Linked DNA regions of Sus scrofa: all the other regions are linked to region 3. The links are chromatin contacts, called in public Hi-C and HiChIP or PLAC-seq maps. All regions are on one chromosome and are shown on one strand. The core of a region is the stretch at or near the end of the contact, and the rest is flanking DNA. Distances in the headings are between cores, read along the strand shown.

The links. Hi-C and Micro-C count contacts between places; a contact is called where the count stands out from the background. HiChIP or PLAC-seq counts read pairs in DNA pulled down with a chosen protein or histone mark.
Region 1: a Hi-C map of liver shows a contact between it and region 3, with 4 times the contacts expected there. The contact joins the enhancer-like site here to the promoter of DOHH in region 3. A contact is called at or near these places in 1 of 5 promoter capture datasets (fetal skeletal muscle) and 6 of 47 Hi-C or Micro-C datasets (embryonic fibroblasts, epiblast stem cells, heart right ventricle and 3 more).
Region 2: an H3K27ac HiChIP or PLAC-seq map of alveolar macrophages shows a contact between it and region 3. The contact joins the promoter of AES here to the promoter of DOHH in region 3. A contact is called at or near these places in 1 of 5 promoter capture datasets (fetal skeletal muscle) and 1 of 2 datasets of contacts at active chromatin or transcription factors (alveolar macrophages).

What each region holds. Positions count from the first base shown.
Region 1 is chr2:75,565,992-75,570,794 of Sscrofa11.1, forward strand. No RefSeq gene overlaps it. Among named protein-coding and RNA genes, the nearest start is that of TLE6, 18 kb to the left of the region's middle. Within about 2 kb of position 1,295, at least 64 of the 83 cell types and tissues checked have an H3K27ac peak or open chromatin away from gene starts, as enhancers often do. A contact at or near this core is called in embryonic fibroblasts, fetal skeletal muscle, liver and 2 more, where this site is marked.
Region 2 is chr2:75,489,643-75,494,188 of Sscrofa11.1, forward strand. AES (amino-terminal enhancer of split) reads left to right here and starts at 2,566. Exons shown (of 7, transcript XM_021084158.1): 1 at 2,566-2,766; 2 at 3,901-3,998. The coding sequence starts at 2,740.
Region 3 is chr2:75,162,107-75,166,446 of Sscrofa11.1, forward strand. DOHH (deoxyhypusine hydroxylase) reads left to right here and starts at 2,430. Exons shown (of 5, transcript XM_003123042.4): 1 at 2,430-2,768. It also overlaps a transcript of FZR1 not described here.

The DNA of each region.
Region 1 (4,803 bases), core at 45-2,544, 400 kb after region 3:
TAATCCACCTGATCTTTTCTTTGTGTGTCTTTGCCACATTTTGTATCCTAGCTAAGAAATCTTTTCCTTAACCGAGGTCACAAAGAATTTTCTCATCTGTTTTTTTTTAGGTGTTTCAGAGTTTTAGCTATTACACTCAGGCCTATGATATGCTCAGAACTGATTTGCGTGCACTATAGTAGGAGGAAGTTATCATTTCCAAACAGACACGTCCTTAAAAGGAAAACCTACATGTAAGAATTTTTTATTCTCCCTAATTGAATGTAAATTCAGCAAACTGCACCACATCCTGGCCACCTTCCATTGTACATGTGAGCTTCTTCAAGTGCCTGAGATGACAGCTTACACCCAAGAGCTGCCCAGAGTCCTCAGACCTCCCCAAATTCACCTCCGTCACCCTGGCACTCTCCTGTACCAGAGGCATCCTATCTAGAATCTGGAAAAGGACTGGGGTTGGGTTCCCAGAATAGGGAGAGAGGGCAATTAGGGCAGTATAGAGGTTTCTCTGTGATGGGAACTAAACAGCTGTGCGGGGCCTGGAGGAGGCAGCAGGGACAGGTGCTCTTAGTTGCTCCCCTGTCCACATTGGGATATATTACGTTTATTATATATATTCTTTATTAACATGGTTAATTTTTTGTCCTTCTCCACTAGAATCTAAGAAGGATGAATGCAATGATTTTTGTGTTCGTTTACTGTTGTCTTCCCTAATGTAGAGAATAGAGTCTGGAATACAGAGATGCTTAATAAACATTTTTTTTTTTTTTTGAGGAATCCACTTGCGTTTTTCCCTCCTATACCCTAATGCAAAAAGAGACACAAATGCGAAAACGTGAACTAGGCCGCCATCCAGTGGCCACTATGGAGTATCACAACGCATTTATCAGAAAAGCAATTGGTAGAGAAATGAATAAAATGGGACCCCAGTTCTGGAAGAAGAGAGTGACTTTTGGGGAAGAAACATTCCAACAACTGGAATGTCTTTTTACAGAGGTGTATTAGCTTGAGGAAAGTGTTCGCAGAAATAACCAGTTATTGCTCATGTGACAGACCACAGCTTATCACAGTCACCTGGGGGCTCAGTAATTGCACGGGAAATCACGTGGCACCCCTGGGCCTCTTTCTAGCCATAGCCACGCCCATGTGGGAACCCTTCCTTAACCACGCCCACAATCAATTCCAGCTTCAGGAAAGACCTACGGGGGGGGTGGGGCCAGGCACTGTGCCCAGTAGCACCCCAGTGAACAGGGAATAGCGTTTCTCTGCTCGACGATTGGAGGACACAGCCAGCCCGCCCATCCTCGGGGATCCGCCAATCCCAAACTCGGGCCTGCCCCCTTTTCCGCTCCCAGCAGCCCCGGAGCCGGATGCGGAATGGCGATCGGGAGCCAACCGCGGCGACTGCTGTGTTAGCCTACATAGGCTCCTGAGGGTGGTTGTTCCGTAATCCACCGCAGGGCCGAGCCGCGCTTGGAGTGGGTCAAAGGGCGGGGCACAGTTCAAAGGGCAGGGGGCGGGGTTGTTTAAAGGGCGAATTCTAGCGTCCAGCCCGAGTCGAACTGGATTGGGCCTTTGGGTTTAGTGTGAAGCGCGGGACTTTTTGACGCCCTAAACCGTAGGACTCGCGCGGGACTCATTTTAGAGTTGCCGGGAAGGCGTGTGGGTGAGATGTAAATACATCCTGGTTTCCGTTGGCGCAGAGCAACGCTGAGCCACGTGCAAAGGGGTCACCGTGGGGTCTGGACCGCGACATGGACCCAGGTCCTGTTTTCGTGAGAAATACAGAGATGAGATGCCTGTGGATTGTAGAGTCCGGAAACCCTTTATCTGAACCCTGAACCTGGGTGGAAATGGAGTAGGATTCTTGGTATCCAAGAGAATCTGAGCTTCCAGGCGGGAGAGGGACGTTATCTTCTTACTGATAAGGTTACGGTCGGAAGCTATGCTGTTAATGGACAGAGTTTACAGCTAGGTAGACAGGAATGCCTCAAAAGGGGGTTGTTTTGACACTTTCAGCTGCAGCGTGTTCTTGGAGCTTATCTTGCTTCCTGTTGATTTTGCAAGTGGCTTCACCCGCCCTCCCAGCCTGATGAATGTCAGGGCAGGTACTACTTTTATCAGTTGATTTTTATTATGCCACTGGTATTCCATGCATGGAGACTTTTCTTCTCGGGGGGGGCGCCAGCTTTGGGTTCCGGTCTTGGCTTCAAGCCTTTATTATTTCTCCGGTGATATTGGGCAAATTGTTAATTCTTCCAGAGCCTCAGTTTCCACATCTGTAGAACAAACGTACATTGCATTGCCTCCATTTAGTAAGAGATGAAGGCAACGTAAAGTGTTGATTATTGTTAGTATCAGCTAATCGTCGTGGTCGTCATCTTCATGTTAAAGTCTTAGACGGCACAGCGGAAACGAATCCGACCAGGAACCATGAAGTTGCTGGTTCCATTCCTGGCCTCGCTCGGTGGGTTAAGGATCTGGCGTTACCGTGATCTGTGGTGTAAGTCGCAGACGCGGCTCCGATCTCGCGTCGCCGTCGCTGTGGCTGTGGTGTGGGGCAGCGGCTGCAGGTCCGATTAGACAGACCCCTAGCCTGGGAACCTCCATATGCCGCGGGTGCGGCCCTAAAAGGACAAAAGACCAAAAAAAAAAGCCTTAGACCCCTGAAGTGCAGGCAGCAAAATTATGACTTTGGACTTAGGAGAAAACCAGCATGAAATGAATGGTCTAGAGCAGTGATTTTTCATCCCTGAGGCAGTTTTACCACCAGGGAGCACTTGGCAATACTTGGAGACATTTTGTCCCTGCTTGGGGGTGGTGAAGGTGGGGTGGTACTGGCATCTAGAGGATGGAAGTCAGGGGTGCTTCTCAGCACCTTACACTGAATGGGGCAGCACTTATAACTAAGAATTAGTTTCCTAGTGTGGATATGGGGGAACCCTGTGCAAAGTGAGCAATGTGTGAGGTGGAGTAAGCATTAATCTCAACGAAGCACCATTTCCACATTTGGCTGCTGGGGTTGCTGCTGTGGCATGGGGTCAATCCCTGGCCCAGGGGAGCTTCCATATGCTTCGAGATCCAAAAAAAAAAAAGAAGAAAAGTAACTTGAGATGGAGGCTTCTAGGCTGTGTATGTAGGGGATTTTGTTGGGGGGGGGGTTGCTTTTTTTTTTTTAATGGTTGCACCTAGCATTATACGGAAGTTCCCAGGCCAGGGGTGGAATCAGAGCTGCATGTGGGGCCTAAGCCACAGCCATGGCAACACCAGATCCAAGTTGTGCTGCACCTATGCTTGCAGCAACACTGGATCCTTAACCCCCTGAATCAGGCCAGGGATCAGACTCACATCCTCACAGAGACAATGCTGGGTCCTTAACTTGCTGAGTCACAACAGGAACTCCATGTATGTAGGTTTAAAAAAAAAACATCTTTTTTTGCGTTTTTAAAAACTACTATAATGGAAACCTGTGTATATTCATTACCAGCTTTTTTTTTTTTTTCTTGAACATAATGTTTGAGATTTAGTTTTTTCATACCAGGGCTTCTCAAATTTAGCACTGCTGATATTCAGGACCAGATAATTCCTTTTCAGAGAGGCCTTCCTGTGCACTGTAGGGTGTTGAATAGCATCCCTGACCTCCATTCATGAGATACCAGTAGCAGCCCCTTCCCAGTCAGTGGTGACATTCAAAACTGGCTCCAGACTCTGCCAATATCCCCACAGGGGGCAGAATAGACCTTGCTGGAGAACCAGTGTATATATGAAGATATAATTACTTCCTTACATCTTACATCTGCTTTGTACTATGATTTAACAATTTTCTTTCTTTTTTTTTTTCTTTTTTGCTTTTTAGTCCCACACCTTTAGCGGTGGTATGGAAGTTCCCAGGCTTCAACTGCTACAGCTGCTGGCCTACGCCACAGCCACAGCCATGTGGGATCCAAGCTGTGTCTGCAAACTACACCACAGCTCATGGCAATGCCAGATTCCCCAACTCACTGAGCGAGGCCAGGGATGGAACCCACATCCTCATGGATACTAGTCAGGTTTGTTTCTGCTGAGCCACAGCAGGAACTCCTTTAACTATTTTCTTATCGATGGTATGTTAGTCTTTTTTCTTAATGTTTTACTTTTGTTACCAAATCAGGTCTTTGGATTTGAATGTATAGAAATTGATGAGAGGCCAGAGGGGGAATTCAGGCAAGGCTTTATTGGTGCTAGGGAGGGAAAGTAAGTACCAGGGGCCCTGGTTGGCCCTCTTGTGGAGGGCAGCTGGTTCTTTAATTGGGGTGAAGGTAGGGGTGTGTTCTGAGGTCTGCCCCCCACCTTAGTGCAGTGTGCAGGGATCCTGCTCAGGCCTCTGGCTTTGCTCTGGGCACCTCAAAAGTGTCAGTTGGGTTTTGGCTTTTTTGTATCTAATGTTTATAATTTACCCCCAGTGCACATGCCTACAGCTATTCTTAGTCCTTTATAGTTTCTTTGTATCCACTTGCTCTAGGAGCCATTTTTTCCAGGTGCAGGTGCAAACAGTGCAGCAAAGGGTCCCAGCCTGTCTCACTTTCACATGCAAACTACCCATCCTTCTCCTTGAACCTAGTATGCAACTGTGAAAGTGGTCAGAAGAGGAACTATATGATCACAGGATATTTGATAGTTTTGCAAAACTATTTTTATGGAGCTCCATGGTTGTTTTTGGTTTTTTTTTTTTTTTTGGCTTTTTAGGGCTGCCCTTGTGGCATTTGGAGGTTCCCAGGCTAGGGGTCCAATCAGTTGTAGCCTCTGGCCTACACCACAGCCACAGCA
Region 2 (4,546 bases), core at 1,316-3,815, 330 kb after region 3:
TTTCTTGGACCTATGACTCCTGAAGCCCTACAGACCCTACCTTCAAAGGAAGGGCCCTGCACTTGGTTAAAGGATGTTTTCTCCATCTTTTTTTTTTCCCCCGCTTTTTAGGGCCACACCCGCAGCACATGGAGGTTCCCAGGCTAGGGGTCTAATCAGAGCTACAGCTGCTGGCCTATACCATAGCCACAGCAATGAGGGATCTGAGCCAAATCTGGGACCTACACCACAGCTCATGGCAACACCAGATTCTTAACCCACTGAGTGAGGTCAGGGATCGAACCCGTAACTTCTTGGTTCCTAGTCGGATTCGTTAACCACTGAGCCACAACGGGAACTCCTGTTTTCTCCATCTTTAAATTCCTGATCCTTTGTAAACACGAGGCCCTGCATTTTCATTTTGCCTTGAGTCCAGAAAATTCTGTACCCCATTCTGACTGGGGACTCCAATATGATTTGTGGGGTCTGCACATTCCAGAACTGTTAGGAATAAATTTTCTAAAAGTTTGTGCCTTTCTCTTTTTTCAGGGCAAGAGGGCATGCAGAAGCCCCAGGGCCAAGGATCAAAACTGCCACAGCAGCAACCAGCGCCACCTCAGTAGACAATGCCAGATGCTTAACCTGTGAACTACTAGGGAACTCCTGTGCCTTTTGTCTCATATGAGGGAGACCCTGCATTTTCGTAGCAGACCCCTTTGGATGCTATCTCATTTAACATGATGGTGTTTTCCTCATTGTGAATTTTTGGACATGAATTTTTATTGTTAAAAATATTGTGTTGGAGTTCCCATTGTGGCACAGCGGAAACAAGTCTGACTAGTATCCACAAGGATTTGGGTTCAACCCCTGGCACTGCTCAGTGGGACAGAGATCTGGCATTGCCATGAGTTGTAGTATAGGTAGCAGATGCAGCTCAGATCCTGTGTTGCTGTGTCTGTGGTGTAGGCCAGCAGCTGCAGCTTCGATTCGACCCCTAACCTGTGAACCTCCATATGCCGTGGGTGCAACCCTAAAAAGAAAAAATATATATACATATGTATAGTGTTAAAGTATTGTTTTATCTTGATGGGTTTTGGGGGTGGGAGGGGCTTAAATTTTGCTTATTCATCTCAACCTTGTCCTGGACCCTCATCTTCCTGGGAAAGGTGACCACGGTCCTAAGTCTCCATTTTACAAATGGGAAAACCCAAGGCTGGAAGAATTTAAATTCATCCAGGAGGCAAAGGTGCATAGTGGATGATGATGATGGTGACAATTAAGAGCCTATGTATTTAGCACTTCCTGGAACTTAATGTGCCTTATTTCTGGTTTCTTGGAGGCCTGCTCTCCACAGGAAAGGGAGAGAGATCCTATCAAAGTCCCCATCAGCCCTGTTTCTCCTCTGCCCACCATCTCACAGGGCTCCCATCTCACTCCGAGCAAGCCCAAATCCTCCCTGAGCCCACAAGGCCCTGCACCATCTGTCCCGCCTCATCACCAGCTACAGAATTTGCAGGCCCCAATGCAAAACAAGACCATTCAAAAATTATTAGGAATTTCCAGACCAACACAGCAGATCATCCACCCAAGCAGAGGCCCTTCTGGAAGCCAGGCCTCTGTGCAAATTCCAGAAGCTGCTAGCCCTGCCCCTCTGCTCCCTTTTCCTCTCAAGCACCCCACCCCCACCTGTGCTAGGCACAGTGCTGCCTCAGTACCTTTGCACTGGCTGTTTCTGCCTCCTAAAATAAGCGACCAACCCCATAGCCTACTGGCTCCCTCTCTCGTCTTCAGATCCGCTTAGCGGCCAAAGAGGTCCATCTGAGTTCCCTCTGTTTAAAATCACATCTTCCCGGCCCTCCCTCCTGCTTTCTTTTCTCTATAGCTGTTACCACCATCTGACCTGCCAGGGACCTGGCTCTTTGGCTGGTCTCTCTGTCTTCTGTCTTCTCCACCAGGGTAGGGACTCTGTACCCCCTCCCACCCCCACCTGGCACACAGTAGGCGCTCCATTAATGTGAGTCAAGGTATGGCTCCCAGGAGGTCGGCGGTATCATCCCCGCCTTTCTACGGAGGAGGAAACCGAGGCTCAGAGAAAAGCCAGTGAGCCAAGGTTACAGAGCATGTCCCTGGCACGCGTCCGGGTCGCGCCATGACAGCGCCGGCGGTTTCGATGGGGGCAGCCGGGCCCCAAGCTTTGACCGATGGGGAAACCGAGGCCCTGGCGGTTGCCGAGGCCACCCGGCCGGGAGGGGCCGCGGCGGGGCGGGGGCGCGCGGGCCCAAGGTCACCGCGCCGGCCGGCCCGGGGGAGGCGGATGGGTGGGGATCCGCGGGCCTCCCCGGGCGCGCGCCCCCCCCTCGGCGGCGCGCACGGGGCCCGGGAAGCAGCAGCGGCGGCGGCGGCGGCGGCGGCGACAGCAGCAGGTGGAGCCGGAGCCTCCGCGCAGCCGAGGCCGCGGCCACTGCCGGCGTCGCCGCCATTAGACAATAGGAGCGGCGGCCGGGCGTGCGGGGAGGCGGGCGGCGGGGAGGGGCGGGGAGGGGCGCCGGGCGCGCAGGAAGCGGGGCCCGGGGCGCGCCGGGGCCGGGCGCGCGGGGAGGGGGCGCAGGAAGCGGGCGAGGCCGGGCGCGGGAGGCGGCGGCGGCGGCCCCGGGAGCTGCCGATCGGCTCCGGGACAAAGGCGCGGCCGCCCGGCGCCCCGAGCAGCCCGAGTCGGGGCGCACAGCCGGGGCGCAGCCTGCGCCCCCCGCCGCGACTGACATGATGTTTCCACAAAGCAGGCATTCGGTAAGCGGGGCCCGTCGGCCCGGCGGCCCCCCCCCCCCCCGTCCGGGCCCGGCACCCCCGGTTCCCAGCCCAGCCACCCCCCCCAGCTCCGGGCCCTGCGTCCCCCTACGTCCTGGCCCGGTATCCCCAGTTCCCAGCCGGGGCTATTCCCTCCCCCAGGTTCGGGCCCTGCGTCCCTCCAGGTCGGGGCCCCGTACCCTCCCATATCCGAACCCAGCGCCCCCTCTAGGTCCAAGCCCTGCGACCCCCTTCCAGGTCCCTGCCAGGCCAACCCCCCGCCTCCAGCTCGGCACCTCCCCCCAACTCCTGGGCCCAGTCCCCTCCAGCTCTGGGCCCAGAGCTGCTCCCCCCCCGCAACCGCCGCCAGCTCCGGGTCCCCCTCCCAGCTTCCGGGCCCAGAGCCCCCCCAGGTCCCCTTTTGCCCCCAGCTCAGAGCACGCCCCAGACCCTGGACCCTGCGCACCCCCACCCCAAGCCAGGCTGGGCCTCGCTGGCCTTGGCCTGGGGCCTGGGGCGCCCCGGGAGCCCCACTAGGCACCTCTAACGCTGGGGCTGCTTTTGGGGCCTGGGAGTGGGGGAGAGTCAAGGCGCACCCCTCCCGGAAGAGCGCGCGGCCTGGAGGAAGGGTGCTAGGAATCTGGGGTGGGCCCCCGCACCCCCGGAAGATTTTGGGCGCTGAGAGCCCCCTCTCCCAAGGGGACTTTGCCAGGAAGCCTGCCCCCGCCTCCCAGCTTTGGGGAGGGGGATTCACTAGGACGCGTTCTCCCCCCTCCCTGAGGCAGTTGGGACGCTCAGACGTGCAACCCCTCCCGGCGCTGTGGAGGCGCGGTAGAGGGCGCACCCTACCCCCCACCAAGGGCGGCCCTTCAAATGCACCCCCACAGCCTGGGGGTGGAGGGGGACGAGCGGCTCCGGGAGCACCCACCCTCCTTAGCTTCTCGGGGAGAGGCGGGGGCAGGAAGCGAGGGCGGGGGCCGAGCCAGGGGCTGTAAACACAGCCAGGGAAGTGGGGCAGGGTGTGGGGGGACGCTGCAGCTGCGCAGGCCGCAGCCTGGTGGAGGGGGGGCGCCCTCAGGGAGGAAGGTGGGTGGCGGCCCCCTCCTGGTCCTGACCCGGGCCGCCCCCTCCCCACAGGGCTCGTCGCACCTACCCCAGCAACTCAAATTCACCACCTCGGACTCCTGCGACCGCATCAAAGATGAGTTTCAGCTCCTGCAGGCTCAGTACCACAGGTGAGCTGAGGGCTGGTGGTCCCTGCCCTGGGTGAAGGTGGAGCCCCCTGCTCAGAAGGCAAGACTGAGGCCTGGAGCTGAAGTTGTGGTCCCTGCTATACACACAGAATGGGGGGAAAAAATCGGTATTGAGTGTCTCATGTGGCAGACCAGGTCTCCAACACTTACGGATATTAAATTCATTTAGTCTTTAGGACAGTCCCATTTCATAGAGGAGAAAACTGAGGCACAAGAATTTAAATAATTTGCCCAAAGACTCAGCCGTCTGGTTTCCAAGCCCCTCTCCCCTCCCCCACCCCCACCCCAGACTGCGTTGGATAAAAGACCTCCCAAGAGCTGGAGTTGGGGGCTGGATCTTCCATCGCCCCACCCACCCCTCAAAAGAAAGTCTATAGCTTGTTATCTCTTTGCCTAGTTTTGGAGAAAAGGTTTCTGGCACCCAGCAGCAAGGCGATGCTCCCTCCAGAATTTAATCTAACATTTCTAAAGGGCTTGCCATGTGCCAGATCTAAGAAAAAGGAACTATTATTATCTTCATTTTACATTTA
Region 3 (4,340 bases), core at 1,180-3,679:
TGGGTAAGAATGTGGAGGAATTGGAATCCTTATATGTTGCCGGTGGGTGCATAAAACGGGGCAGCTGCTGTGGATGACAGTTCAGTGGTTCCTCAAAGAGTTAAATATTGAACTACCATAGGATCCAGCAGTTACACTCCCAAAGATCTGAAAATAGGGAATCAGACTGCTAAACCATTGTTCACAGCAGCATTATTTACAACAGCCAAAAGGTGGAAACAATCCAAATGTCCATTGACGGATGAAGAGATAAACAAAATGTGGTTCATTCATGCAGTAGGAAGGACATTTCAAAGGAAGGAAATTCTTTTTTTTTTTTTTTTTTTTTTTTTTTTGTCTTTTTGTTGTTGTTGTTGCTATTTCTTGGGCCGCTCCGGCGGCATATGGAGGTTCCCAGGCTAGGGGTTGAATTGGAGCTGTAGCCACCGGCCTACGCCAGAGCCACAGCAACGCAGGATCCGAGCCGCGTCTGCAACCTACACCACAGCTCACGGCAACGCCGGATCATTAACCCACTGAGCAAGGGCAGGGACCGAACCCGCAACCTCATGGTTCCTAGTCGGATTCGTTAACCACTGCGCCACGACGGGAACTCCAAAGGAAGGAAATTCTGACACATGCTACAATGTGGATGAACCCTGAGGACATAATGCTCAGTGAAATAAGCCAGACAATGGAAGTACAGATAATGTATGATTCCACTTTCTAAGGTTCCAAGAGTAGCCAAATTCATAGAGACAGAAAATATAATAGAGGTTACAAGCCCTGAGGCCACTGTGAATAATGCTTCGATGGTGGGTTAAGGATCTGGCGTTCCCATGAGCTGTGGTGTAGGTTGCAGACGCAGCTTGGATCTGGTGTTGCTGTGGCTGTGGTGTAGGCTGGTGGCTACAGCTCCGATTTGACCCCTAGCCTGGGAACTTCTATATGCCAAGGATGTGGCCCTGAAAAGACAAGGACAAAAAAAAGAAAGAAAAGTAATAATGCTGCTATGAGCATGGATGTACAACTATCTGTGTGAGTTCCTGCTTTTATGTCTCTTGGGTGTAACTAAGGGTAATTGCTGGATCACATGGTAGTTCTATGTTTTAACTTCTTGAGGAACCACAGTACTGTTTTGATATAATCGCTTACAAGCTCTCTTTTCTTCTTGTAGGCAACATCCTGATGACACCAGTGGTGGTTCAGACTCTTAATAGGAGCAGTAGAAATGACCGAAGTGCCTGGATGCCAACTCTAAGTCAGAGGTGGAGTTAACAGGACCTTGGATTGATAGGATGGGGAGGCTACTGGCTAATGGTTGGTCTCTCCTTCCTACATGTCAAAAAACTTGTATTATCCTTGGAGTTCCCTTCATGGCTCAGTGGTTAACAAGGCCGACTAGGATCCATGAGGATGTGGGTTCCATCCCTCAGTGGGTTAAGGATCCGGCGTTTCGGTGAGCTGTGGTGTAGGTCACAGACACGGCTCGGATCTGGTGTTGCTGTGGCTGGGGCATAGGCCAGCAGCTACAGTTCGGATTCCACCCCTAGCCTGGGATCTTCCATATGCCACGGGTGGGGCCCTAAAAAGCGAAAAAAAAAAAAAAAAAAAAAACCCCAAAACACACACACAAAACCCCTTGTATTATCCTTAAAAGAACTCTTTCTTTTAAATTCCATACCCATTCCAGCCACAAACTATTTGCTCCACCTTCAAAGTTAACTTAGAATCTGAGTTATTTCTGTTTTCTCGCTTCCACCGTTCCCCTCCTTGTCCGTTATCTACTCACCAGTCTGAATATCCTGTTAACAGTCAGGGCATGCCATTTCCCTGATTACGACACTCCAGTGGCTTCTCATTTTGTCAGAGTAAAGCCAAGTTCTTTAAAACTGCACACCCCATAACACGCACCGCGTTGACTTTTTTCTCTTTAGCCCAGCATGTGCTTTTACTTACTATTGTTTGTTTCCTTCAGACAATCAAATGAGGTTTATGAGGGCAAGGGCTTCAGCCCATCGTCCTCAGCGCCCATTTACAATTTATTAAATGATGAATGAATGAATGGGTCAAGTCCTTTATTAATCCTTCCCTTGGAGTTCCGGTCTTGGCACAGTGGAAACGAATCCGACTAGAAACCATGAGGTTGCGGGCACCCTGGCCTCGTTCGGTGGGTTAAGGATCCGGCATTGCCGTGAGTTGTGGTGTAGGTCGCAGACACTCGGCTCGGATCTGGTCTTGCTGTGGCTCTGGCGTAGGCCGGCAGCAACAGCTCGGATTAGACCCCTGGCCTGGGAACCTCCATATGCCGCGGGTGCGGCCCTCAAAAGACAGAAAAAAAAAATCCTTTCCAATCTCGCTTCCAGCCCAGGGAATCCATTAGTCACGCCCCTGAAACTTGACCACGCCCCGGGGACACTACGCATGCTCTGTCCCTAGCCAGCCCACCTCCGTGCTGAATCGGCACAAACCATTTCTACTCGTCCTACCGAGTGGGTAGGCCGCAGAAAATCTCTCGCAGGGGAAGGATGGAAGTTGCCCTTCCGCTTTCCTGAGGAATGCTCATAGACTCCGACTGACGTATGAGTATGAACTCTGGCACAGGTGATAACTCGCGCTTCCGTAGCTCCTCATTCTGTGGAGCCTCTGACTGGATTTCCACCCCCCCGGTGCTGCGTTGGTGTCGTCCGACCCGGTCACGTGGGTGATAAGATGGCGGCCCCCAGAGCACTCTGTGAGCGTCGAGGTTGGTGAAGAGGTGGTGGCAGCGGCGGGAGCCGGACGGTCTGGTAGGTCTTTCGATCTGGGAGCTCGCTGGAGCGTTCTGGCGGCGGGGAGCACAGGGTGGGGTCCAGGCCTGGCGAGCGGGAAAGAGGAGGGCGCCTCATTTGGAATCCCGGCGCTGTTCGTTGGCTGGTGGGGGAGAGTAAAAAGGCCTCCTCCGACAGGTCCCGGCGAGATCTTTCCCCTTAGTTCTGGAGACCCTATCTCTGAGGATCCATTCGCTGAAGAGTCAAAGTGTGGGGCGGGGGTCCCAGATAGGGCGACTCCTTTCTCGGGGTTCTGGAAAAACCAGCCTGTGAGGGGTCCAGTACTGGGGATCCACGTAAACAGTTCTAGAGACATCCAGATGCTAGGAGACTCTTCCAAAGAGCTTTGAGAAGCCTGTCCTCGCTGGGGGATCCTGCAAGCAGCCCTGAGGTATGCCTTGTCGGAGCGATCCCTCTTTGAGAAAGGTATCTGTCAGAAGTCTTTTTGTTGGGAATTCTTGGTTTAGAGGGGCCAGATTTCGGGGATCCTGAACTCTTCATCCCTTACTAATTCTTCGTGTCTGTCTCTAAGACACACCTTCGCAAGAGTGAGCGGATCCCCAGATTCTGACTTGGCTGAGGGCGGGTCCTCCAACCCCACGCCCACACCCTTGAAAAATGGGCCTGAGGTATGAGTGGCAGGCTTCAAGTGGTTAGGTGTACCTCCTTTGTCCTTCAGAGCACAAAGATGGGTGTTGGACTCCCTGCTGGTATTTTAATACCAGCGCTGGTTTATCAAGTGCATCCTAAGTGCCATCATGGTACTCAGTGCTCTATGAACATAACTTCATTCATAGCAACTCTGTGAGGTTGATGTGCCCGATGTTACAGATGATACAGAGTTATACTGTGTATAAAGCGCTTAGTACCGTGTCTGGCAGACACTGGATGGTCAATTCATTCAAGGGCACTTTTTGAATACCTGCTACCATGGTGACAGACGCTGTGCTAGGTCTTGGGGTCATGGCAAGGAAGAAAATAGTGTGTGTCTCTCCTTTGTGTCTTGAGGGAGGCCCTGCATAAATCAGGAGTCAGGAGTCCTGAGTCCTGTCTGACCTTGATTTGCTGTGTGACTCCAAACAGGTCACAGCTAATCTGTGTAGAACGAGTTCGGGTCTCAGTGGTCCCTAACACCTTGCCAGCTTGCTCACCCCTGGCTTCTGGGGTTTCTGTTGGTCCCTCTTTTCAGAGTTACCTCCTTTGATAGTCACTTATGCTCAGGCAGCCGCACCTCCCTCATTAAACCAGGTCTGCCCTGCTAGCACCACTGGGAGCTACAGCCTGTTGTCAGGTTCATGAAGCATCCTTGTTGGTCTGGAAGATGGAGCGGGGTGGGGGTGGGGTGTGGGGAAATTTCTCCCAGGCTGAGCTGTGTCCTTACATAATTTTTTTTTTTTTTGGCTGAACCCATGGCATACGGGACTTCCCAGGCCGGGGATCAAATACAAGCTGCAGCTGTGACGTAGGCTGAAGCTGCAGCAATGCAGGATCCTTAATGTGCTGTGCCACAGCGGGAGCTCCTGTCCTTTCATCTTAACTCATCTGTTCAAC